Regions from separate parts of the Hordeum vulgare genome. Here region 2 is linked to region 1. Evidence: chromatin contacts called from public Hi-C data. All regions are on one chromosome and are shown on one strand. The core of a region is the stretch at or near the end of the contact, and the rest is flanking DNA. Distances in the headings are between cores, read along the strand shown.

Region 1 (7,716 bases), core at 3,002-5,501:
ATCTCGTGACCCATGCTCGAATCTCCACCGGACGACATGACGAAGTGATGTAGTCGCAAACTCGCCGGAAGTCGCTTAGACGCCTGCCCCACGGTGGGCGCCAACTGTCGTGGGTATAAGCCTGACAGTAGATGAGTAGGGTACGAAAGGAATGGGCAGAGCCTTAGCTACGACGAGGTTGTATGAGTTCAGGCCCCTCTACGGTGGAGGTAATAGCCTTACGTCTCAGTGCTCAGGGAGCTTGTTGTCGAGTGGAATATCGAATACAGTGAAATGCTAACCCCTGCACCAGAGGGGGAGGGTGGCTTATATAGAGTGCGCTGCCCTCCACAATGGTTCGGTGCACAGGGGTGGAGTAGTGGCGAATAAATGTCTACGTTACAGGTAACGTACGTCCTAAATGCTAATTAAGGCATATGGAAACGTATGACCGTTTCCCTCCAGGGGGTTACGATGCGCAGAGTGGAATCCAGTCGGTTAGTTTGATAAACTCCGAATGCTAATCTCCGACTGGACGGTCGAGGATCTGTTACAGACTGGATGAATGGAACTCCTCAGTTCAGTCGGAACTGACTAAGGGCCTTGTCCCTTGTGAGGGGTAATCCTTGGGTTGGACCTTTAGGGCAGGCCTATGACCATACCCTAAGACTATAACCCCATCAGTATGCATACGAGAGGAGTGTTATGTAGTATACCATACTCGAAGGGGTCAAGTAAACACGTGTGCAGGAGATGATTTACCTTTAAGTATGTGAAGTAGATATTGCACGTGTTACTTGCCAAATGGATTCTTCTAATGGTGATACTCGAAGGATGCTCCCCATCATTTGTTCTTGAAACGAGCAAAATATATGTTTTAAATGAAATTGTTTTTTAAGACGAGTGAATAAGTGAAACAATGTTTAAAAATGAGTGAAATTATTTTTTCGCAAATAGTGAAATTGTTTTTCAAAAAGAGTGAAATATATGGTTTAAAACAAGTGAAACTAGTGTTTCAAAATAAATGAAACTAGTTTTTCAATGACTAGAATTAGTTTTTTTAAATTAGTGAGTCAATCTAAATATTGTTCCTGAAATACCGAAACATCCTTATGTTTTATGGCAGTGATTTAAAAGATAATTGAAATATGTAAATTAAAAACTAGTTAAAATATATCCCAGATTGATCTTATTTTGAAGGCCTTGTCACCACAATGTCAAATATATAAAAAGATTCACAAATAAACTTTCGGTTCAAAAAATATCAAGCATTCAAAATATATGAGGATGAAATAAAATGCATGTCATTATGTGGGGAGAAACAATATGCATGCGCCGACCACTCTCCACTCATGGTCAAGACGTACTCTCCCTCTCTCTTCTTTGGCAAAAAGCTGACATGATCAGGATGTATTCCCGAGTATTGTTGTTGAAAAGAATTCTCTTGTTTATACTACACCAACTGAACCAATCTTGATGAATTTAATGAATGATGGATTATCCAATCCATCGATAGATACCGGTTCCGGCAAATTTACTTATTCGCTGCAGTGACGGTGAATCTGCCACGCGAGAAATAACCGACGAGAACCAACCTTGCCGCGACCGTCTATATCACTCCTGCTCCGTCCATCCACCACACACCACCCCATCCCCGTACATCGGAGGAAGCAAAAGTAGAACTGCTCCCTTGAAGAGCAAAAGTGTACTTTCTTTCAAGTCTGGTTAGATCGGCGTTTATGTGGCGTTTATATATATAGGTAAATTGTTTGACACACATAGTAAATTGTCTGGGGCACCTAGGCCCATTATATGACAACTCATAATCGTAGTGCATGATGTGTAATCCTGACAAAATGACCTTCCAAATTTTGTTTGCATGCACTACCATCATCAATAGTCATTGATTACTTTCCAAAGAACAAATATATTTTTAATTTCCTATTAATGATTTATTTCCGAAGAAAGAAGGTATTCTAATTTCTAAGATATCAGATACGATGAAATAATATGAAATGTCGTTCAAAAGGTTTGGATGTATAATTAGGACGTTCTTATGACTTTTTTTTTCCATAGTTTTACTTTCCTGAGTATTAAGTTTTTTTTAAATAGCGCCGGGTCACACATTTGAACACCTAATATTTCTGTAAAATTTAAGGTGATCAAATAATATAAAATATGATCTTAATTATTATATTACTTTTAGGAAAATCTGATGCATGTTGATACCCATACATAAATTTTTTCGTGCGTACATATACCCATACTTATTTATTTTTAGTTATAGGAACCGACATTGGATGTGAGTACACACACATTTTTTTCTTACGTACGCGGAAATAAGATATCATACCCGCATATCATGTTTCAATATACGCATATTTGTAGATTGAAATAAAACTGATATACTTTGGACGATATACTCAAAAAATGATACACTATTTTTTATACACGCATATTCCTTTGAGAGATACATGTGAATTATAGTGGAGACATACCCAAAAATTGTATATAATTTACATATACCTAATATATGAGGTATGTACATATACCTAATATATTATGCGTATAAACTCATTTCTTAGTACCTGTATATTCCTTGAAGACATATCCAAAAATAATATATTTTTAATGAGGACATACCTAATAATGATATAGTCTTTTTCGGAGGGTATATATATACCTAAGATATTGTATGCACAGATTATTTTCTTCAAAAGTATAACGTGAATATGGTGTCATGTACGATACATTTCTCTCAAAATAAGTGTCACACCTAAGGTATTATTCTATGTAGAAAAATGCATGGACCATGCATGTAAGCATTAATGTCCATTTTTGCTTTCTATTCTAATGTGGGTATTAAATGTCCAAATCATGCAATAGTTAGTACTCATTTTCTCCTAATGAAACATTCTATTACTAATATAAATGCACACATCTCAACTTAATCTGACGGTTTGTAGCCAAGGTGCCCAGGCACCTAGGTGTCCCAAACGGTCGTCCTATATAGATAAATTGTTTGACACACACTCATATACAGTCATCCCTAACTAAATCTAAGATCGTGCGTGCATTAATGTCAAATATATGATTTGAACCCTTGTGACATGGAGATACCACCGTCTTCTAATCATCCAACCACATATCGGTTTGTTTGTACTATGATTCTTATGATGTAAATAGATGAGATAAATATTATCATGAAAAAAAGGTTAATTAATGGATTATAACTTTGTTGTCGTGGAATAAAACTATGTGATTCTTCTGTCGAAGAAGAAGAAAAACGGTGTTCACATGTTTTAGAATTCCATCGTCTCCCCTTCATTGAATTCGGACCGTACATCGTCTCAGCCGGTTGGCATAGATTCCAGCCTATTTGTGTTTCACTCCCAGACCTGCCTCGGAATTCCTCCGCGCCGGCGCGTCGGTCAAAATTTTTGATCGGTTGCATGCGGGCTGCCCAATCTGCCGGCCGTATGTAGGGTGCACCGTCAGATCGTAGCAAAAAACTATGGTTATAGCAAAAAATGTCAATGTAATCGTAGCAAAAAAGACGCTAATGATACGTAGTAGCAAAACAAAATATGAGTTGCAACAAAAATAATCCGGTGAACTCGGGTTTTAAATCTGACAAACATGTATGCAACTTTTTTTAATAAACGATTGCAGCAAAAAAGATACCTGCTGTAGCAAATATTAACACGGTTGTAGCAAAAATCAAAAACACCGATGGTAGCAAAAAAACCGACAAACTAAATTTGCAACCAAACATATATGCAGCTTTTTTATGGACAAACGAACATAAAAACGCTTATAACAAATTTAAACGCTAGTTGCAGCAAATTTAGACGAAAAAAATGCTGCAATCCTAATCAGCTACACGAGCCGGTCGCGCGTGACGGGCGGAACGGTTCGGCCGGCCGCAAGCGTTTCCCAATTCACATCGCCGGATCGTAGTCCGCCCGTGCATCGATGGGCGTCACGCCCGCGAGAAGACGGCCAGCCAGAAAGGCGATGCAGAAACGAACGGGAAACAAGTAAACGATCACGTGCATCACCGGTGAATCTCCCACGCCAGAAAGAAGCGAGCAGAACCACGCCCGCCGCGACCGTCCCCCTCACTCCCGTCTCCGTCCATCCACCATTCCCCACCCCCGCCCACCGGAGGGACCAAAAGTAAAACCAACACGCCTCCCTTCCCTCGCCCGCCGACCCGCTATAAAAATCCAAGCACATCCACCCCTTCTCCCATCCATCGGCGGTCTCCCTCCCCCCCCTCTCTCTCTCTCTCCTGCCATCATATCATCCCGGCCTCTCCCTCCCGCTCCATCCCTCCCATTCCCATCCCCTCCGATTGCCCCTGCGCTCGCCATGGAGGCCGCCGCGTCCACGCTGCTCCTCTCCGCCGACTCGCCCCTCGCCAACGGCCGCCTCCTCCTCCTCGCCCCTTCTCGGCCCGCGCGGGCACGGCGGGGCGCCGCGCCCAACAGGTGCCGCTGGGCGTCCGTCCGCGCGTACGCCGCGCCGGCCATGCCAGCGCCGGCCTCTGGAAACGGCCTCGTCCCGGTGAGTGCCGCGCCCGCACGCCTTTTCTCCTCTGCAGCTAGCCAATTACTTTCAGCGCAAATTTTGCGTCGCTTGCTTTTCTTGCCTACGTGTAGTGGTAGTGCACGGATTAAGCAACTAGTAGTTCGCTTGCTTTCGTGCTCCCTTTAATTGGTAGGCACTCAGCCTGCTTTTGTAGCAACAATAACAAAGCAGCTGAGATTGCTTTCTGACTAATATAAGGGAATGAGCCATTTCAGAAAGAAACGAAATGATGCATCATCCGCTATGCTTGGGGTTTTCCCGAGAAGCAAATTGTTGTGTTTGTGTTGGAGGAATCGATATCTCCACATAAGCCAAGAGGCAGATCTTGTACCCGCTCCACCACCACTGGAACTTGGCTGATAGCTCAAATTCCATTACCCAGCTCGTTTCATTCTCGCACATATATCCCTCTCCCCAAATACTCAACGAAATGTTTTCTTACTGCCGAGTGTTCAATGTTCAGCCTCAAATAAGTAGTTTGCTTGTGTTACATCCTGCTTACTTACTCAGAATAACAACGGAGTGTACACTGTTGGAGACTTCATGACGAAAAAGGAGGATCTCCATGTCGTCAAGCCGTCAACCCCGGTTGATGAAGGTGTGGCCCATTCTTAGTTGTCTCTTCTGCTCACTGACCAGCTTCCAAATTGCTAACTAGTTCTTTGGTTTGCATGCAGCGCTCGAGATGCTGGTGCAGAACAGGATCTCTGGTTTCCCTGTTATCGATGACGACTGGAAGTTGGTTAGTTCCATTTAAATTTAGTTAACCCGCTCTTCTTGTTTCCCAGTCCATGTTTTCTATGACATAGCTAAGCTCAGAATATACCAGTCCTTTTTCGGAACAAAGGGTTTTGGGCGGCAAATACAGTGTTGCAATCCCAACTAAAAATTCCTATCCATGCATTTGGACCAAATTATTGCATCGGAAGAATTTCATAGAAAAGGGGTTTCCTACAAATATTGGAGGAAGTTAAATATGAGCTCTAACCTGATCATGGAAATTTCCTTTTGACAATCTGGATGCATCTTCGCTCGTTCTCTCTCCTTCTCCGATTCTCTCTAAGTAAGTAACATCCAATCTAAAAATTCCTGATGTGCAGCATCAGAATAACTTCTAAGCAATCCATGTGGGTTTTAATATTCCATGACAAGTCAATCCTCTTCCTACGGTTTTAGATTATTGAATTTTAGAGAGGCTTAAAGAAGGGTTCTTCCCAAGGAAAAAGGAAAGAGCCCTTTTGTTGTTCCCTATCATGTTATGTCTTAGGAAGCATTATATTGCAATGATGAACTGACTGACTTTCACATGCTTTCTTCTTGACCTCTTCTGTTGGTTTTGGTTGCACCCCAGTTTTTCTGTAATGAAATACTCAGCCACAACACGGCTTTATTTCCACCTGCAGGTTGGCGTTGTCTCAGATTATGATCTATTAGCTTTGGACTCAATGGCAGGTATTCCATCTTGAACTTTTAGTCACTTCCTTGCAAAGAAATCATACGGTCAAATTAATACATATTTTCTGAGCTGTAAAAATCAATTCACATATGCGCTACCGTTGCATATCATCCCAAAAGGTTCCCAGGATCTTAATTTGAAGCAGTTTAAAAGAATGGCCACTGTCTTCTGATCTTCCAATCCTGGATTGAAGGATTTAAAAAAAAAAAATGGGATATAATATCTACAACGCAACGATGCTAACAGCCATGGTCATAAATTGTCTTTTGCTGATTTAAGATTCACGGATAAACTTGGGGCCATTCATTCCCAGATTTTAGTGCTTTCGTAGTACTCTCAAATGTACTGAGATTATGTCTACAACACAATGAATCTTAACGAGTAGTTTTGTCAATATTTGAATACATTCTTATGCTTCAGGATGTGGACTGGCCGATACAAATTCAAGCATGTTCCCTGAAGTAGATAGCACTTGGAAGGTATATTCTGTAAAACCTTGGTTGATGATTTTATGTTTTATATTTCATAAGTATGCATTTCTTTTCATATGTTGAGTTGTATAACTTCTATGTGTTGGGATGGAACGTTCTTGTTTGCAAGGCAGGAATTTTCTGTGATTGGAATTTATTATCTTTCTGTGTTGAGAAACAGTGATCTAGCAAATGTTTCAGCACCTTCACATTTAATGGATTAAATTATGTTCTGTAATAACTATATAATATTGTTGACTGAATAGTATATTATACTGTACCCCGTGGAACTGTTGGTGTAATTAAGCGTGTGTTGTAGAGCAAATTGTTACTGTTCTTTTCCTACTCAAGAATGTGGGACATCACTAGATTAGGTCCCTTAATATAATGAACTTACATAGTATGTAACATTCAAAGCATCCAGTTAATTTTTAATTGTGTGCTCCCACTCAATGTTCCTGGTTCAGTAACTTACAGACTCCTTCATAATCACTTGTTTGCAGACATTTCGCGAGATCCAGAGACTCTTGAGCAAAACCAGTGGCAAAGTTATCGGTGATGTTATGACTCCCTCGCCTCTTGTGGTGCGTGAAACTACTAACCTCGACGCTGCTGCAAGGTATTTTCAACCAATCCTTGTGAATCCCCAGGGCTAAATCTACCGACTTATTATTACTGAGAGTGGTGTTTTTTTATTATTCAACAGGTTGCTGCTTGAAACCAAATACCACAGATTGCCTGTTGTTGATAGCACGGGAAAATTGGTGAGTGGATGAATCTATGACTCCCCTTTTCTCTCTTTAGCTCGGTGTCTTAAAACGAAATTTCTATCCTGAACTAGGTTGGGATGATCACAAGGGGGAATGTCGTCAGAGCTGCTCTCAAAATAAAGAAGAAAGCTGAAGGTGCTTAAATTTGATGGTTCTTTGTAAGGACACCACTGGGGTTGAACCTGCGGGGCAATTCGACAATTCAGCTGAATTGAAATATTGTCTGGTAGCGCAGAAGCAGATTTTCCCTGGAGCATAGATGGACATAATGTTGTTTACAATGTAATATAAGTAGTGTACTGTTGCAGAGAAATGGAATATAGGTATCGCGTGACGACGATTACAATTCATTTGAGGTCAGCATACTCAGCTGTCTCTCCATATTAGGTAGTAGTAGCATGGTATATGGAGGTTAATATTCTTTTCTCGATGGCTTGTACGAGCCTCG
Region 2 (7,716 bases), core at 2,758-5,257, 810 kb before region 1:
CTTCAGCTCGCTTTAAAGTTCCTTGAGGTGATGGTGCCGCGCATCTGCTGCTCTGCGGAGGCACGTAAAGCACAGGTTTTACTTTCTCTTCCACATGGTCTCTACTTTTATGTTTTATCCCTTTCTTTTCAATTCCTAAACCCATACTCGTGGAAAGAGCTTGGATCAACGCCCTTCCCCATTCCTCACCTAGCGAGTAACATATCTTCCTCCCCTCTCATAAATATAGCACAAGCATGTTAACATTTATTTTGTAAAGTTTATACTGGTTAGTGAGTTTGTCATATCTTAGAATGTGCATGCATGTTGAATTAGCTGGGTTACTAATAGGAGAGAACATGGGTATAGGATGAGTTATTAGCCCATGAATATACTTAGGCCTCCTTTGCTATACAGTAATTTCATAGGAATTCTAAAGGATAGGAATCTTATAGGAAAAATCCTTTGGAGCCCTTTGATTTGTAGAAATGGATTCCTATTTCTATGTAGGATAGGAATAAATCCTTGACATTTCAAAGGAAATAAAACATTAGCATAGACTCAATGAAAAAATTCCTATCCTATGCATCAAATGAAATCTCTTTCCCTCCATGAATTGATACACATGTCATCTCACTTCCTATGATTTTATGGGTTTCAGCTCTAGCCTACCCCAACTTGTTTGAGACTAAAGGCTTTGTTGTTGTTGTATGTTATTCCTATCCTATGAACCAAAGGAGGCCTTACAGTAATAAGACAAAAACAAAACAATTAGCATGTATATGCGCATCCCAATGAAATCTCTTCATGCATGTCTCGTGTCTGAGTAGTCAGTAGAGAGAGAACAAGGAGAGCAAGCAGACAGGAAGGGGGGGTGGATATGTGATTGTGAAGCTGACCAATAGCATAATCGCGGCAGAGAGAGAGAAAAAGCCAGAGAGGAAGAGAGCATGGTGTCTTCTTGTAGCTGTTTTAATATATCTTCCCTTACATACAGTTATTTATCTATATGAACACACGCAAGGGTGCAGCGAGGACAAGTAGATGAAGGGTCCATCAGTTTCTACACCTTTTTCCCGTAACTGACCCAATACAGAAAGAGAACAGTAAACAAACAATTGGATGAGTGAAACCACTACATAAAATTAGTATTCATCAGCAAACAAGCAACTTACATTAAAATGTTCAATTATCTCATTAAGATCATCTTTGCGATTTGCCACCTTCCTACCTGTTCCAGCACATATGATCACAATATGCACAGTATAGTATAGCATGGTAAAATATTGTGCAGTTAGTAAATACAAATACAAGAATGGCTACTGTAGTTAATTAATTAATATACGCTCCGATCCATATTAACTGCCGCAGCTTTAGTACAACTTTATACTAAAGCTCCAACAAGTAAAATGGTCGGAGGGATTGGTAAATTTACAGCAATCATCCATTTGATCAATTTAACCAGTTCAGAATTTACTGTCACTTTCAATTTAAGCGAGGACTCTCATCTAACAGCAATCAGATGTGCATGATGCGATTTGGACCATGCAGAAGTCTTTTGTGGTAGCACCATCTGTAGGTGAGCTCAACTGAGATTAAGTTTTTTTCCCTGGAAAGAATGAATTAAGCGCTACCAGTGTTTATTTTCATGCCTAACTACTCCCTCTGTTCCTAAATATAAGATGTTTTGGCAGTTCAATTTAAACTGCCAAAACGTCTTATACATTTATAAACAGAGGTAGTAGCATTTAACAATGTATGCAACATGTAAATACCTAGTACACATAAAGATTATCTGAGCCTAATTACAAGTAAAAAGGCAGACTTTCTGCAGCCATGCAAACATGTACAGTAAGTAGTCAAGCACAAGCAACACGTGTGTCGTTTGCCAACATGGAAAGTTGAGACAACTAAGGATAGGAAAGATGTGATAATTTAATTAAAACTTGAGATAACCACTAAACAGAATAAAGATATGCAGTCAACACACAAGAATGGATAATGAATGGAGAAATGCAACAATCACAAGTTCAGAATGTGTCATCTTTGAATAGAAAAATACTACTAAAAACTGAGAACTCTGGTAAGGTCACAGAAAAAATAGGATTGCCATTAAAATAATACAGAGTAGAGGTTAGCAAAGTGAGAACTGAAACCTAAAGTACTAAATTTGACAGCTAAAACAGAATCTAAACAACTTTACACATGAAATGTTTATAATAGACGGGCACAACCAACAACTGGGAGGAAGATGGATCAAGTATGAGTACCATGTTGATCCTTCAAAATCGTAGAACTCGATGACTCAGTAATCCTGCGTTCCAATTTAATTAAGTTTCCATATACATCAGGCTTGAACGAGTCTTCCCCTTGGTTGTTGATGTCGACAGCAATCGCTGCATAACTGCGATTTAAATTTAACAAAATAAACTATACTAAATCGAACACGAAAGAGAGATAGAACAGTCAGAGGATAAATGCTATCATGATCGATGCAGTCATCAATTCCACAATCATACGTAAGACCATAGCTACTAAAGCAGGGCCGGTCATTCACCCAGCCAACCTTCTGATTTAATGTTCAGTCGCTCAACTGGTGGTTGACCATTTGGAATGATTAACATTATTTTATTAGGCCAAGGGCAGTCCTTTGGTGAACCAGCAGGTTCAGACGCTATTTCACCAATTTGCAAAGATCTAACCCCAGAGACTGTATGCTTTTAATAGGCAGCCTCTGTTGAATTTTTACAGAAGAATCTTCAAGCTAAACTAAGTTACTATGCTATATGTTTATTATAGAACAAAATACATGCATACAGATTGTTGTTAGAAAAACACTATATGACCCATGAAAAAAGAATGATGGATGTCTGGATTACCCGAACATGTATGGAATTTTTCAACCGAAATGATGTCTTTCTGAGTAAAACTATAGGCATATAGGAGTATTCATACGATAACATGTATGATTTTTTATGGATCTTTTCAAACAAGTGCTTGTATGGGACCTACCAACCTAATATTATTGTGCTATATCTGGCAACAGTTAAAACTTCCGTGTGACCTGCTGCAAAGTGAAAGAAGTGGCAACCTGCCTGGTGCAAAGTGCAAACTCTTTTAATATTAATATCAACAGTGTGATGTGCGACAAAAATACATCAATTAATGCAATAAAACCAGACCGGTGTTTTAAGTTTTTTGACAAACCATGTGATCTCTCTTCTTTGCTCTGAACCATACAGCTGCAACATTGCCTAAAAATGACTATGGCATATTTTCAGGTTATACAGCTTTGAAGAATATTAGTGACAATTTAAGTGCAACGCATGCTGTTCAAATGTTCAATAAATATTTTCATATAATAAAAATTGACCCAAGTGCTAGCAGCATAACACTACTTTTGCTTTAATCCGGTCCCAACACCTCACCAACTTGTTAGGACCGACAGGGATCATGCCCAACCAAAGAGATTGTCTAACCCTCAATGTTCCTAAATGGTGTGCAAAAACCGTATCCGGAAACCCATCTACAGAAATGCAGCAATCATCATACCAATCTGCACCATACAGCAGCTATTCCCAACCAACAACTATCTCGCGACAAAATCTATTTTTTCCGTAGTGACTCAGCTATTATTAGTGATTTAGAAGACAAAACAAAAGATACTGGAGGGTGCAGAATGCGGACGCAACCTGCAGCCAGTCTTGATGAAATCTTTAATGCTGGCGGCCCGCTGCGTGTTCTTGGCGCGGCAGCCGAAGGCGATGCACAGAGCCGTCAAGATCGCGCTCTTTCCGCCTGCGCCAGCACGACCAAGAAAAGGCGCGTCGGTGAGGGAGAGAAAAGGGGGGGAACTAGGGTTTGGGTGGAAGCGTACTGCCGTTCTGCCCGGTGATGAAATTGACGTGCTCGCCGAGATCGATGTGCAGGCTGGAGTGGCACATGAAGTTCTCCAGCCGGATGCGGGAGATAGTCCCCGCCATCGCCGCTCCCTTCCACCTCGCCGGCGATTCGGAAGCTGGGGCGCGGGGGGGGGGGGGGGGGGGGGGGGGCCTTCTAGTGGGGGGGGGTTTCTTTTTTTTGGGGGGGGGGACTTCTGGTGTGGTGGGCGGTTCGCTGGCGGGAGAAAGCCCGCTAAAACTGAGGACTGGCGGGAGGGGGCGAGGGGAGCGGGAGGTCCTATTGGACGGGGGTTGATCTGCCCCGGCGCGCCGGCCCAGATTTTCGGTGGGCCGGCGCGGGCTGCAGGATCCATCAATCCCGCTCGTCCGCATCGTTGGATTCGCATGCAATATTTTTCTTCCTATGCAGCAAAATTTCGATGCCATGCAGTAATTTTTTCAACGGTTGCAACAAAAAATAAAATTTGTAGCAAAAAAAATATCTACGTGATCGTAGCAAAAAAATGAAGCTGATGGTATGTGGTAGCAAAAGTCAAACGCCGGTTGTAACAAAAATTTACGTGACGTGTATGCAACTTTTTAGTAAACGGTTGCAGCAAAACATGATGCCGCTTATAGCAAAAATTAACACGGTTGTAGCAAAAAATCCGACGAACTAGAGTTGCAACCAAACGTATATGCAGCTTTTTTACTGAGACAAAATATAGTAAAAAAACGCTTGCAGCAAAAATGACGCAGGTTGCAACATATTTAGACGAAAAATGTTGCATTCATTAACCGGAGAAGCGCGCGGATGAAAAAATGTTGCAAGGGCCCGCGCGCGTCAGGGAACGACCGGCGCGTCTGTTCGGCCGGCGCGCGGGTGGGAAACGATTCCCTATTAAATGCTCTTTGCGTCAGCAGCGCGCGGACGTATAGAGAAATCGCGACTGAGCCGGCCCACTAACAGAAAATAAAGGATAAAATCCAAAACATTTAGATACAAATTTACCCCATGATACATGAAGTTAGCAAAATCCAAATTCAAAAAAAATTATATTTTTTCATATTTCGGAATATTTTTGCGTAAAATCCGAAACATTTCTATAAAAAAAATTGGAACATTTTTTCAAATTCCCGAACGTTTTTCTAATTCCGTAACATTTTTTCAAAATTTCAGAAGATTTTTTTCAAACTAAGGAACATTTTTAAAATTCCAGAACATTTTTTTCAGATCCCAGAACATTTTTTCAAATTCTGGAACATACTTTTGAAAATACGAAACATTCTTCAAATTGCGGAACTTTTTTTTCAATTCCGAAACATTATTTTTTCAAATTCCAGATATTTTTTCAAATCCCGGAACATTTTTCTAAAATCCAAAAAAAATGAAAACCAAGAACACTTTTTGAAAGTCAAAACTTTTTACAAAATCTAGAACATTTTTTAAAATCCAGAACAATTTTTTAAAAAGCGAGAACATTTTTAGAATTTGAATAACATTTTTTAAAATAGAAAGGTAAAAAAGAAAAAAACTGGTTCAGGGATCCTTCTAGAAGTTTTCCAAAACCAAGAAAAATCAGTTGGAACCTCTAGAAGGTTTCCAAAACCGGAACGCTCGAGCAGTTATATGGTTTGGCCCGTTGCGTCACTGCTCGACCGCTTGCATGTGCGAAGCGGCGACTGCTTGACGCAACAAGCGACAAATAGAATATTCCGAGGGGAGCGCCTACGCTTCACGGGGAAGAGCGCGATCTCTACACGGGTTGCGATCCATTAGCTTTGACCGCTAGTTGTACCCTTGCAAAATCACTCTCACCTTCCCATGTTACGACAAATGACGCACATATGTGTCATTTGTTGTAACCTGGATTATTTTATTTTTCATAGATCCATTATTTTCAAAATGTTTTATTTTTAAAAATATGTGTTTAAATCTCGAACCATTTTTGTCGTTGAATTATTTATATCGAGATCTTCAAAACTAGATTTCATATTGATAGGTTTTGATGAAAAAAAATCATGAAAAAATTGTGTCTCTCGTGAAAGAAAGAAATGAGTTATCCGTACCTCTCCCGGAAGCAAAAAAAACGTGTTTCTCGTGAAAGAGAAAAAAGAAAAACATTGTTTTTCGTTTTCGGGAGGCGCGGACGAGTCTCGCGCAAAAACAAATTCGTGTCTCGCGTGGAAGCACAACAGTGCCTCTCGCAAAAGAAAAAATAGTAAACACATTTTTTTTATGAGGGGCACATCTGTGTCTCTCAGTTCACGACTCCGACGAAAGAAAAACGTGTTTTTCAAAGAAAAATCGTGTTTTTTTGTTTATGAGGGGGGAAGCTAGGGTTTGGGTGGAAGCGTACTGTCATTCTGCCCGGTGATGAAATTGACGTGCTCGCCGAGCTCGACGTGGAGGCTGGAGTGGCACATGAAGTTCTCCAGCCCGATGCGGGAGTTAGTCCACGCCATCGCCGCTCCCTTCCACCTCGTCGGTGATTCGAAAGCTGAGACGACGAAGATTTAGGGATTTTTCGGGGGGGCGGGCTTCTAGGGTTTTCCTTCTTTTTTTCGAGGGGGGGACTTCTGGTGTAGTGGGTGGTTCGCTCGGCAGGAGAAAGCCCGCTAAAACTGAGGACTGGGCGGGAGCGGTCGAGGGGAGCGCCTACGCTTCAGGCGGAAAGAGCGCGATCTCTACACGGGCCGCGCCCCATTAGCTTTGACCGCTAGCTGTACCCTTGCACAATCACTCTCGCCTTCTTATGTTACGACAAATGACGCACATGTGTGTTATTTGTCGTAACCTAGAAATTTCCGGGAGGCACATACGTGTATCTGACGACAAAACAAATATGTGCCTCTCATGAAAGCACAACAGTACCTCTCGCAAAAGGAAAAAACAGTAAACATTTTTTTTGTTAATGAGGGGCACATCTATGTCTCTTGCAAAAGCAATTACGCGCCTCCGACAAAAGAAAAACGTGTTTTTAAAGAAAAATCGTGTTTTTCGTTCAAAAGATGATTATTATTTTTGTCCAAAACCTAAGAAAGAGTAGTGAAAAATCGAAACACCGGAAAACATGAGAGAAATACCTTAAAAACGAAAACGTGTGCGAACAAAATAAAACGAAGGAAACACTCAAAACACACCACGTAGCAACGACTGAGAACGCGTTAAGTGATGACGCGTGGGAGTGATCGTTGAAAGACTCTCCAAGGAGCGCTTGGCAGCTAGTTGCTCTCTGAAGGAGCGCTCGCCTATTAGTTACCACTTGGCACGTTCTTAGTCGTTGTCATATGTCGCGTTTTGAGCGTTTTCTTTGGACTTTTTATTTTTATTTTTTGCACGCGTATTCGGCCTTTTAGGTAAAAAAATTGGGGTTTTCGGTGTTTCGGTTATCCATCAGTTTTTCTAAGCTTTTGGATAAAAAAACTTGTTTTCTTTTTTTTGCTAAAAAATACGAATTTTCTTTCGCGATAGGCATGGATTAGGAGAAATGGAAAAAATACTCTCTTTTTTGCTTCCTCGAGAGGCACGATTTTGCTTCCGCGGGAGGCACAATCGTGCCTCTTGGAAACGAAGAAAACTTGAGAGGCACGTTTTTTATTCTGTGAGAGTCATGGTCATGCATCTCTGAAATGAAAAAAACATGTTTTCTGTTTTTACCTCGGTTTTGCTTCCACGAGAGACACGGGTTTGCCTTAGCGAGAGGCATGATCATACCTCTCAGAAACAAAAAAAATGTTTTTATTTCCCTTCCGCGAAAGGAATGGTTTTTTTGTCTTTTTTTTGTGAAAAAAAAAATCATCGAAAACCTACCAACATGGATCTAATTTTAAAGATCTCGACACGAAAAATGCA

Evidence for each region. A called contact is a pair of places that touch in the nucleus more often than the background predicts.
Region 2: a Hi-C map of seedling shows a contact between it and region 1, with 3 times the contacts expected there. The contact joins the promoter of LOC123399577 here to the promoter of LOC123396118 in region 1. A contact is called at or near these places in 2 of 6 Hi-C or Micro-C datasets (leaf and seedling).

The regions. Positions count from the first base shown.
Region 1 is chr5H:351,376,223-351,383,938 of MorexV3_pseudomolecules_assembly, reverse strand. It overlaps LOC123396118 (CBS domain-containing protein CBSX1, chloroplastic-like), which reads left to right and starts at 4,251. Exons shown (of 8, transcript XM_045091164.1): 1 at 4,251-4,548; 2 at 5,083-5,170; 3 at 5,250-5,314; 4 at 5,976-6,024; 5 at 6,449-6,507; 6 at 7,002-7,117; 7 at 7,205-7,262; 8 at 7,340-7,716. The coding sequence starts at 4,354. The coding sequence ends at 7,411.
Region 2 is chr5H:352,183,040-352,190,755 of MorexV3_pseudomolecules_assembly, reverse strand. It overlaps LOC123399577 (structural maintenance of chromosomes protein 6B-like), which reads right to left and starts at 4,007. Exons shown (of 28, transcript XM_045093980.1): 1 at 3,857-4,007; 2 at 3,672-3,777; 3 at 2,250-2,383; 4 at 1,155-1,210. The coding sequence starts at 3,962.